2 separate regions of the Rattus norvegicus genome follow, and region 1 is linked to region 2. Evidence: chromatin contacts called from public Hi-C data. All regions are on one chromosome and are shown on one strand. The core of a region is the stretch at or near the end of the contact, and the rest is flanking DNA. Distances in the headings are between cores, read along the strand shown. Region 1 overlaps Eml1 (EMAP like 1). Region 2 overlaps Cyp46a1 (cytochrome P450, family 46, subfamily a, polypeptide 1).

Region 1 (5,756 bases), core at 1,656-4,155, 130 kb before region 2:
AGGAGCCAGGAGATCTTGAACTGGACGCTGAGGACGAAGGTCACTACTAGGATAGCAGTACAGAAGCTAAACAATCAGGCCTTTAGGGATTGGACACTTTAGGGATTACACAGCCAGAGGGCAAAGCCATGGCCCATATAGCTCTGAGAAGGAGGAGAGGCCAGAGAGCCCAGAGCAACTGTCCCCCAGCACCGGGTGAAGCAACAGGGTTGGTTACACAGAGGAGCAGGGGTTGGGCCCTAGGGAATACTTCAATTTTCCCTTCAAATTTGTTGCCTCCAAAGACCAACAGCGTTTATGTATGCGATAACAAGGTTTCCAACAGATGGCTGGAGAGTTCTTATTCTACAAACCAGTCCATTGCAACAAGTTGTAAATGGACACATAGTGTCTTAATCATGAGCTTGACACATCTCTATCAGTAACTCTAAATGGAAACACTTTCTCAGTCCAGCGACATCCAATGTAAACTGTGCTTATAAACTTAGAACTAAGTAGCCATTTCTGATGTAAAACTTTTTTAAAGTTAAAAAAACTTCCTTAGTGGATTAGTGTACCGGTATTTCACACCACTCTTTCAGAATGCTATTGCTGACTCCCTATTTAAATTTAATAAGTACTTCGTGGTGACAAGACTCATTATGTAATCATTAATATTCATTTGCCATGAATATTGCATAAAGTAAAATATTACATTGCCCTACATTGCTTTTATCTCTAATGGAAGCGTTGTCAGCAGAGAGATTAAATGCTGTTAAAGTCCCGAGGCTGCTTAGAGGCAAAGGAGTTTTAAATGTTAAACAGTCAAAGATAGAAGGTGAACATTGTACCGAGCCATGGGAAACACTCTCAACTCCACCGATCAGTTCTAAAGAAAATGGGACAGGGCGCAAAGAAATGGACCGCTTAATAAAGACACAGTTCTAATCAAGAGAGGAGCACACACTGTTTTCCGGGAAGTGACTACACTCGGGGAACGCTCAGGACTTGACAAACACTTATTTTCTTCTTGAGCGTGAGGAACTGCATTAAGCCTACAGAATTGTCTTCTAGATGCTCTCACTGTTGCTGAGGAATGCGGATGCTGGTGTGACATTCTTTCACATAGCCTGTTTGTACACGGGGTGTGACACACTGAGCATTATGGCTACTGATGGATGACGTCTGAGTCCACAGATGAGGGTGGAGCCCAGGTCCTTTGCATGACATCAGTGCACCTATCAAAATGACTCCAGCCAGAACTCATGCTCCTGCAGTCAGTGTACTGCTACAGGTGCTTGGCCGGGCGCTGGGAGGATCATGGTGTGGACCATCTGTTCCGGAATTTAGATTTTGTCAAAATCTGGGTTGTACTCAATGGCCTGGGTCATTCATACAAATGTAATTAAACCTGGCTGTATGGGCTGGTTTTGTGTGTGAAGACAAGCTGGAGTTATCATAGAGAAAGGAGCCTCAGTTGAGGAAATGCCTCCATAGACCCAGCTTAAGGCATTTTCTCAATTAGTGGTCAAGGGGGGAGGACCCAGCCCATTGTGGGTGGCGCCATCCCTGGGCTTTTATTCCTAGGTTCTATAAGAGAGCAAGCTGAGCAAGTCAGGAGGAGCAAGCCAGTAAGACACATCCCTCCATGCCTCTGCATCAGGTCAGCTTCCTGACCTGCTTGAGTTCCAGTCCTGACTTTCTGATGAACAGCAGTGTAGAAGTGTAAGCTGAATAAACCCTTTCCTCCCCAGCTTGCTTCTTGGTCATTATGTTTGTGCAGGAATAGAAACCCTGACTAAGGCACTGGCAAACCAAAGAAAAGAGCAGGCACTTCAGAAGTCACCAGAAGCCGTCAATCACCTTCTCTTAACACACGGAAGAAATGGCTGAGGATTTCGGAACGCCTCATGCATTATTTTCTTGTGCACTGCCACCCCCGGCACAGATGACCATTTATTGAGCACCAAGCGTGCCACCGAGTGTTTTCTTCCCAGTTATCTCCCTAGGAGCCAAAAGAATGAGGCACAAAAGTCTCAGAATCACCGAGGAAAAGCCAGGGCTCTCAAACGTGAAGACATTCCGATCTTTGATCTTTGCACATATTTCCCGTTATGTGTCTCACTGCCTACATGGGAAATGAGGAAACACATCTCTGCACATGGGAGGGAGCTGCCTAAGGTGACTCCCTGGAGCTCACAGCCCCAGTGAGAGGAGGAACCAGCCTGTCTTCACCCTTCACCATGGTTAGTGATGGAAGAATCCACCGGGCTGGGGGCATGGGCGACATGTGGGGTCCCTAAGCCTTTCTCTGCGTTAGCCTAGCACCCGAGAGCTCACGAATAAGCCTCTGGGGTTGTTCACATGGGGAAAGGAATGATGGTGTGGAGATCTGGGCCAGGCAATGCCCACATTGCCAGCTTGACTCCTCTGACTCTCCCAATAGGTGCCCCAAAGTATCCGCCAGTAGCATCGTTAACCCAAGTGTTCTCTCTGAACCCGCTGGTGACCGGATGGCTGGGGTGGTCTCTTGGTTTCAATGGGATGGAGGGTTTGGCTCCAAGCGGACATTTACAGTGGCCAGGGTTATTTTTAGAAAACGATTTGCAAGCACTCCCATTCTCTCGTTTCCAGATCAAAATTCCTTCCCATGGCATTTCTAAAAAACCCCTTTGTAAATATCTTCTATGGAAATATTTACCGAGTACACTAAGCAAAACCATGGGATTTAAAGGATAAGACAGATCTGAACTTTACGTGGTGTGGATTCTTTCTGGAAATTCCTGATAAAAATCAGATGTTCATAAGACTTGCCAGAACATAGACATTTCAGGTCAGCACCAACCTCAGGCTGAATTCCACTCAGAGCAGTCCTGGGGCGGGCACGCTTGGCTGCCTCTGTGGCCACCTGGCCTCATTGCCAGGATCTTACCACCTCATTAGCATAAGATTAGCATAATCTTCCCCTAAGAAGCACTAATAGTCTGGGAAGAAGATGAGTCCAGGGCTTCTGAAATTGTCAGTGGATGGTGGACTCAACTTACCAAACGATATAAAGAGCTGTCAGGATATTTTAAAAAGTGTTTTACTTTATGTGTATGGATGATGTTTTGCCTGTGTATGTGCAGTGCTCTGGAACTGGAGTTACAGGCTGTTGTGAGCTGCCACATGGGCTCCGGGAATCGAACCCAGGTCCTCTGGAAGAACAGCCAGTGGTCCTAACTGCTGGGTCATCTCTCCAACCTTTTATCTCTTCTCCTCTTCCTCCTCGTCCTCCTCCTCCTCCTCTTCTTCCACCTTCTCCTTCTCCTCCTTCTCCCCACCCCCTTCTTCCTTTATAAAGATCCCTTTCAGAGCTAAGGCTGACACAGAGTTTAAGCAGCCCTTACAAGACTGCGTCCCCACAAAGTTTCAAACTTGGAATCTTTGCAGACTGTGGTTTGGAACCAACCATGTTCTGACTAGGCCATCTCCTTACATGAACATCTCAAAGGAAGCAAGCCTAACCTCTGAAGCTGAGGCTCCTTCCTGGACTCCTCAGAACGGAAAAGTTAAAACCGGAGCCAGGCGAGAACAAGGCCATGCTAGGCGAAAGGGCATAGGAACCTCGCTGGCCCAACACGTTCTTAAAACAGGCTGTTAAAATGCCCAAAAGTAGTTTTTGTGAGTAAAATGTTAGTGTGTGATTCACACATTTATCATAATCCGCTATACAAACTCATACAAACTTCCAGGTTAGGAGTAAAGGACAGGACAGGAAACCTAAACGGAAAATGGTTCGTATTTCTGCCGTTGGCTCACGATTAAAAACAGCCCTGCGTGAGCACAAAAGTGCAGCTTTCAACCTGTCCGTCTTAGAGAATATTGCTACAAGCTTTAAACACTCCAGCAAAGGTAATTTCAAGATTAACTCGGGAAGGTCTATCGGAGATAGGCGGTATCGTGCCTGGAAATTCAGATCCACTTCCTGGGCTAATTTCTTAGACATTCCTTTACTACCATCATCACCACCACCATCATCATCTCAGTCACTGGAGGCTGGACGTCTAGGTTATAGTTTCCAGGAGGCAACCTGCGACTGCCAGCTACCCCACCCCCACCAATGCAGTCTCAGAAGGCCTGGCGCTCAGACGTAGTAGGCTTGACTTGTCAAGAGGGGTCTTCTGAGCTGTCCCATGGGTAATAATGGAAGAGGTAAGCAGGGCCTCCTTACCTCTCACTGTTCTTCTTGCCGCTGGACGAGCTGCTGGTAGAGCCGGTGCGGTTCCGGCTTCCTTTGGAGTCCCCGGAGCTCTCCCTCCGGCCGCCTGGAGACACTCGTTCGGAAGAGCTGGTCCTGTTGATGCTGCAGGAAGGGCAGGCATGTGAGAGCGGAGCTTCCATAGCGGACAGTCCTTCAGTGCTGTGTGTACTGAGGGCACATGGGGGCACACACTTGGACTACCACACTGCCGAGTCACATTTAAAACAGAGGGATCCCCAAGGGTCACCAGGAGTCCACACCTCTGCACGCCGGTATGGGAAAGGCAAGAGACACAGCTCAGAGTCACGGCATCATGCCCTCATAGCGTCATAGGGTCACCTGGGCCAAAGACCCCCCGATATACTGTAGGACGACTCAGGAGCTTGGGAACCTGCCATTAGAGGGCGCTTTAGTCTAGATCAGTGGCTTTTAGTCAGGGCTTATGTTGCTCCTCAGGAGACATTTAGCAATGTGTGGAGGCATCTCTGGTCACAACTCAGGGGCTGCTGCTGCTGTGCGGGAGTGGAGGCCAGAGAAGCTTCTGACTGCCCTGCAGCGCTCAGGGCATCCCTCAACAGGGACAACCAAGGCAACACCAGTACAGCTCAGGAGAACTCATACCAGGACCACGCCAGGGACAAACGCCGATGGGCTGCCACAGGTTGTGGCAGAAGCTTCTGTCACAGGTGACAGGCTCATTTACAGGCTGAGCCCCCGGAAGCACTCAGCTCCAAGACACATAATGAATCAAAATCCATTTAGCAATTTGCAATATTTAAGGCTGTAACTCAAACAGCAGTTTAAGTATTATTTTTGTTTATAATTATGTATATGTACACACTCTGTATGTGTGTGTGTGTGTGCGTGCGCGCGCGCGCACGCATGCACGCGTGCATCTATATTTGTGTAGTGGCCACTGGAGGCCAGAAGAAGGCATTGCACCTCCTGATGCTGGAGTTCAGGATGTCGTAAGCCACCCAATGTGAGTACTGGGGACCGAACTCTTCAAGAGCAGCAGGTGTTCATAGCCACTGATGTGTCTCTCCAGCTCCAAACAGCCATTTTAAAGGCTCGCACATTCTAGCACGGTAGACGGCAAAGGCGCGTTCTTAGGGACTTCCATGCTGAGGGAGGACAGAGAGAAAAGGCTGCTACAGTCACTCTGCATCTACAGGCGCAGGAAGCTTCCTTACAGAGTGAAACGTCACCGCACACGACATACAACAGCCTTGAATCTGGGTGGGGGCGCCTCATGCAAAGTTCTCCACACGGCAGTCGTGATGGTGTGCATAGTGGACGTGCGCTCTGTGTGCTCAGAGCCAAGGCTGCAATGAAGTCACACAAGGCAACATGGATGCGCACGGCCAGAAACCTCTCGATCATGCACTTGGTCCTGGGTTAATTTTTGGCTACTGGTTGTTCAGAAAACCAACCAAGCCTTTTAATCTTTTACTCTTCTTTAGTACCTGACAATCACACATGGGTGTCACCCACAGTTGAAGGTATGCTCTAGGAGACAGCAATCAGCATATGG
Region 2 (6,057 bases), core at 2,394-4,893:
GCCCTGGGTTCGGTCCCCAGCTCCAAAAAAAAGAAAAGGGAAAAAAAATAGGTTCTGAAAAAAATTAAAGTTACAGGTAGGATGAGAGATGTCATCGAGTCAAGGCCTTTGAAAGAGAATAGGGGTATAAAGGTCACACATTTACTGGACGTAAGTGCAGCCCAGCCCTGAGCCTGGAGTCTGGGTAGCATGAACTTCCTCTCCTCCCTCCCTCTCTGACACTCACATTCCCATCGCTCATCTAGCCTGCCCAGGCCTTGGGAGTCCGGGTCTCCTTTCTAGAGGCACGCTTCTCCCTTGATCTTGGGTGGAAGAATATACAGCCTAGGCCCCGGCACTTCAGTGGGTACAAACTAAAAACTGGCCCATGTCTGCACCGAGCAGAATTTCCTGTGCAGGCAGCTTGTGGAGGAGGCCTGGCCTCTGTCTGTGGGCTGAGCATAGAAGGAAGGCTGCCTGCCTAAGGCCTAGCCCAGGCAGTGATTATCACGTGTTCCACACCTCTGATTCAGTCATCTCCTCCAGATAGGATAAGGTCAGACACACCCAGCTCCACACAGCCTGAGACACACACACACACACACACACACACACACAGATGTACGGGGAGACTCACATGCATCTTATATGCAAAGAGGAGACTATGGGAACATACAAAGATACCGAGAGATGGAAGCAAACACAAATGTGTACTCACGGGGCTTACACACATACAGATTCATGTATGGGACACACACACATACACACACACTCACACGACTCTTACTTAGTCACAGAGAGCATATGCACTTGGGAAATACACAGGCACATGCAATCACACACACACACACACACACATATATACACACATATACACACACACAGAGAAACACACACACACACGACTCTTACTTAATCACAGAGAGCATATGCACTTGGGAAATACACAGGCACATGCAATCACACACACACACACATATATACACACACATACACACACACACATACACACACATGACTCTTAGTCACAGAGAGCATATGCACTTGGGAAATACACAGGCACATGCAATCACACACACACACACATATATATGCACACAATATACACACACACACACAGAAACTCACACACATACACACACACACACGACTCTTACTTAATCACAGAGAGCATATGCACTTGGGAAATACACAGGCACATGCAATCACACACACACACACACATATATATGCACACAATATACACACACACAGAAACACACACACATACACACACACACACGACTCTTACTTAATCACAGAGAGCATATGCACTTGGGAAATACACAGGCACATGCAATCACACACACACACACATATATATATGCACACACATATACACACACACACATACACACACACACATACACACACACACACGACTCTTACTTAATCACAGAGAGCATATGCACTTGGGAAATACACAGGCACATGCAATCACACACACACACACATATATATATGCACACACATATACACACACACACATACACACACACACATACACACACACACACGACTCTTACTTAATCACAGAGAGCATATGCACTTGGGAAATACACAGGCACATGCAATCACACACACACACACATATACACACACATACACATACACACACACACACACACACACACACACACACACACAGAGAGAGACCTGTGTATTCCAGCACAGCTCTGGAAATTAATTCTGTACACCCAGCCCCCCTGGTCCAACTCCAGGTACAAGGAAAACACTCCCTGAGCCGCCTCCAGGCTCCAGGCCAGGAGAGAGACCAAACAGGCCAGTCCGGCTGCTCCAGTGTCCCTGGTGGGAGGAGAGGCAACCTGTGGCTCCTCAGGTCAAAGCTCTCACATCTGGTGCAGGGCCCTAGTAACTCTACCTTGTGGTGAAGACAGGAAGAGGCTCATAGAAAGGCTTCCTGTCTGGACAAGGCTCCTGGGCATTGAGGCCCCACACTGCCCTGGGCCCTGTGACAGGGAAAGCCCCCTTAAGATTTATCTAGGGGCTGGGGGATTTAGCTCAGTGGTAGAGCGCTTACCTAGGAAGCGCAAGGCCCTGGGTTCGGTCCCCAGCTCTGAAAAAAAGAACCAAAAAAAAAAAAAAAAAAAAGATTTATCTATAGAACTGGGGCCTCATGCACGTCCCAGGGGAGCTGAACCCAGACATGCCAATGTCGGTGGCTGCCTCTTGAGAGCCTCTCTATGTTCCATAGTCTCCTCTTTGCCTATAAGATGCATGTGACAGATGGACTCTTAAGCGAGTCACTCCAGCTCCCAAGCAGACAGAGGGGCTATCTCTGTAGGAGCCATGCTGGGAATTCTCGCTGTCAGAGGTAAGGTGTGGGTTCCCATCCTCCAAGGCTACCTCTACTAATGCCCTGCCTGGGGTCTCTCACACAGAGACAGGTCCTTGCCCTGGTCCCAGGACCAGCAGAGGTCTTGGCCACAGACACTACTCTTGGGCTAACCCCAGCCATGGACTGAGGAGGGAGTAAAAGCAGAGATGGGTCCTCAGACTCCCACCCACCCCATCCCACCCAGATTAGACCCTGGAACCTGGCTAGCCACTTGGGAGGACATAATGCTCCTGTTGCAGCTCTCCCTGACTCTGACCCATGCCCAGCTCTCTTGCAACAGCTAGGACCTGAACACAGCAAGATGGGCGCTTCCAAGTGGTCAGCATTCCGTGGAATCCTCAATCTCTTTTTGGGCTCCACCCTTGAAGGATCGGAACCCACACCTTACCCCTGACAGCGAGAATTCCCAGCATGCCTCCTGCAGAGGCAACCGCTCTGTCTGCTTGGGAGTTGGAGTGACCCACAATTAAAGGGTCTCAAGTCTGGGAGAAGGAAGGATATAAACCGGCTACCCAAGGCCATGAATACTGGAAGCTTCCTGCCAGGGGAGAGTGAAGATTCAGACCTCATGTCCTCCCCACATTCTTGTGTCCAAGTTTACAAGGAAGGACATTGTCAGAAAAGGTCACCATTGCCTCGAGGCAGGCAGTGAGACAGCAATCCTCCAGAGTCCGTGGGGAGGGCATCACAGGTAGTATGAGATAGCCTGGACCCAGCCTTCTCTGCTTCGTGCATTTCTGACCAGCAATTCCCATCTGTGGTCTGTGGTCCACCTGGCTCTGGATATAAGGTTTTCCCCTTCCTAGCATCCCACAGTTCAGGTCAATCTCTAGGAAAGGTATCAAAGACCGAGGGTCAGGTTGATGGCCAGCAAGAGCCTGAGGTGCTGTCTCCAAAACCCAGGCACCCAGCAGGGTGTGGAAGGTGCAGGGTATCCCGGCACAGTGGGTGAGCAGGCCGTTCCAGAGCTGCTCCAGGGTGGCCCCATGTGGTTCCTCTGGGGACTGCAGGTCTTTCCTAAGCTTGCCTTTCCCTACAAGGAGCAAGCAATAAAGACGTTAATAACGGCGGGCAGGAAGGGATTCCCGGGCACTGTGCCACGCTCCACCCCACTCATGATCACACCTAACCGCTCCACCGGCCCAGAGGAGTGAGTCCTGTTATCTGCCCTCCCTTTTGAATGAGGAAACTGAACTTCAAGCTGCAAAGCCGGTGATAGCTGAGGTCAGGATTTGACTTCTGCTGGACTGAGAGCCCCGCCCCTTGCAGGGAGTGGTTCAGGAGGTCTAGGCAGGGCACCAACCCCTCCAGGAGCTGGCCAAGGGTCCTCCTGTCCTCTCTCTCCATCCTTTAGGTTCCAGCCCAGAGCTCTGACTCGGGCCTGCAGTGAGAGGCCACCAGGTACGAAGGTCCATGAGTGAGTCCTGATTCCATCGTGACCGTGACTTTTCCATTTCCTGTCCCCTGAGAGGATTTGAGGCAGGGAGGAAGTGAAGACTCAGCCATTACCAGTCCAAGCCAGAGAATGCTAACATGGGCAATTGAACATTTCTGAAAAGAGCCACTCCTCCAGAGGCCAGGTTGTGCCCTTACAGCGCAGAAGCACAATGACCCTCCGTCCTTCTGGGTGGGTGTGGAGAGGGAGCTCTCCTGTGGGGTCAGGCCCAGCCATGACAGAAAGTGGGGCTGTCGTGAATAGGACAGATGGCTTCAGAGGTGCCTTAGGGGGTCAGAGCAGGGCAGAGCTCAGGACAACATGAGAGACAGTATCCTAGGGCTGCTAGGGGCACTGACAAGTCAAGGGTGGCTCTGCCTGTAAAACGCAGGCCAAGCCTGGCTAGTGCACCAGAGAGAGACAGGAGGGAGTACAACAGGAACCAGGCCTGCAGCTCCAGAGGCATCCCCAAGCTCCTGCCCAGAAGCTGTGACCAAAGTACTTGTACAAGACAGCCGGGCTGGGGCAGGAACAGGTCAGGAACCCGGGCACATGCTCCCCTGTTCCCAGCTGCACCTCAGGCCCCAGCTGTACAGAGCAGATCACCTCCTTCCCTGAGCTTTGACTTCATCCATTCCTTAGGAAGTTTCGAGACTGCTCAAGACCCAGGGAGATAACGTATACTGACGGTCTTCACAGCTCTACACCTCCCCTGGTGCGGAGAAGCAGCCAGGCTGAGGAAGAGAAGTTTGTTTTTGACTCAGGCTCCCATTGGGGAAGGAGGAGCTGGGACCATGCCTCCTGGACTGGCCCCAGAGCACATGGCTCCCAGGGCTCCCTCTACTTTAGGGTCTGATATTCCCCTGACCCCAGAGCCACCAATGCCTCCTCTGACTAGGTCATTATGTGCAACACAGTGCCCACAGGTGAGGGCGGGTGTGAGGCAGTTAACACACACACACACACACACACACACACACACACCCCTCTCACATCTCAATTCCAGGACCCCTCCTGCTACCTGAGGCACACAGCACCCTGCCCTACCAGTATAGGAAACTGGTTTCTGCTACAGCCTGTCTGGCTTCTCTCGGACCCTCTGAAGGACGCAGCTTCTAGAGCTTTACCAGACCCCAGGGATCAACCTCGTCATCCCACCCTGCACCCAGGAGAAAGGGAAGGGTTGTGGCCTGGGCGGCCGTACGTTCATGCAGTCAACACACATTTATTGGGCATCGACTCTGTTCCAAACCCTAGTTTGCAGCAGGGGCCTCAGAGGCAAGGTGCACACAGACCCTGCCCTGTGGTGCTCACAGCCTGGCAGGGCAGCTGGTCACATGAGCAGACATTCACAATACAGTGTGGTCAGTGTGTTAGAGGTAGGAGCACAGAGGAAAGACCTTGGCCTGGCCGTGGGTAGCAAGGAGGGCTTCCTGGGGGATGTGTCACTTGAAGAGATTAGGGAGTGAGCAGGAGTTAGGGAGTCTCTTTTGAGGGTGTGGCCAGTGCAGAAGTTCAGAGGTTTGGGAGAGATGAGGATGGTGGCGGTGGTAGCTGGGGGTCAGGCAGGGCCCACCAGAAAGAGCTGAAAAGCCAGCAGATGACAGGAAGCACGAGGGTGTGAAGCAGGCGAGGGGACAGGGCCTGCCAGGAGCCATCGTGGAAGGTGGCAGAAGGGTCAGGGGCGCCAGTGGGTGGCCATGGGCAGCAATGGGGGCCAATGAGGCCCTGGTCCGAGGAGTCTGACCCTACCCAGGGCTCAGCAGGGTGGGGGTGGGGGTGCAGGCTGCCAGCCCCGGGGCCTCAGGGTGCACAGCACAGGGTCCAGTGGCTTGAGCGTAGCCTGCTCTTGCAGCCCAAAGCGCTGCCCAGGTACCAGCCGGAATTCGAGCCTCTGAAGCAGCTTGGCCATAACGACTTTCACCTCCATCTGTAGGGGAGGGACATGGAGGGAAGGAGAGAGAGGGGGAAGGGGGAAGCAGTGAAGACAGGAAGGAGGATAGGAAAGGGAGAACACAGAGAGCCAGTGGAGAAGCACAGACGCAGATTCTCCTTTCTTTTCTCCTGTCTGGCACACTCAGCCCCAGCCCCCAATTCCCCGCCCCCCCCAGGCCACCAGCCTGGTCCCACCCTGCAGTTATTTCTTGGGGGCCCCAGGCAACACGCCCCTACCTGAGCAAACTGCTGCCCGATGCAGGACCGGTGGCCCAGGGAAAAGGGGAAGTAGGTAAACCTCGGCCTGCAG

The links. Hi-C and Micro-C count contacts between places; a contact is called where the count stands out from the background.
Region 1: a Hi-C map of kidney shows a contact between it and region 2, with 7 times the contacts expected there. The contact joins two enhancer-like sites. A contact is called at or near these places in 11 of 12 Hi-C or Micro-C datasets (the A7r5 cell line, the Rat2 cell line, Schwann cells and 6 more).

The regions. Positions count from the first base shown.
Region 1 is chr6:133,172,665-133,178,420 of GRCr8, reverse strand. It overlaps Eml1 (EMAP like 1), which reads right to left. Exons shown (of 22, transcript NM_001399711.1): 4 at 4,193-4,324. Among named protein-coding and RNA genes, the nearest start is that of Evl, 63 kb to the left of the region's middle. Within about 2 kb of position 2,905, at least 4 of the 93 cell types and tissues checked have an H3K27ac peak or open chromatin away from gene starts, as enhancers often do. A contact at or near this core is called in kidney, where this site is marked.
Region 2 is chr6:133,038,132-133,044,188 of GRCr8, reverse strand. It overlaps Cyp46a1 (cytochrome P450, family 46, subfamily a, polypeptide 1), which reads right to left. Exons shown (of 15, transcript NM_001399701.1): 14 at 5,985-6,051; 15 at 5,022-5,742. The coding sequence ends at 5,572. Among named protein-coding and RNA genes, the nearest start is that of Cyp46a1, 29 kb to the right of the region's middle. Within about 2 kb of position 3,643, at least 37 of the 93 cell types and tissues checked have an H3K27ac peak or open chromatin away from gene starts, as enhancers often do. A contact at or near this core is called in kidney, where this site is marked.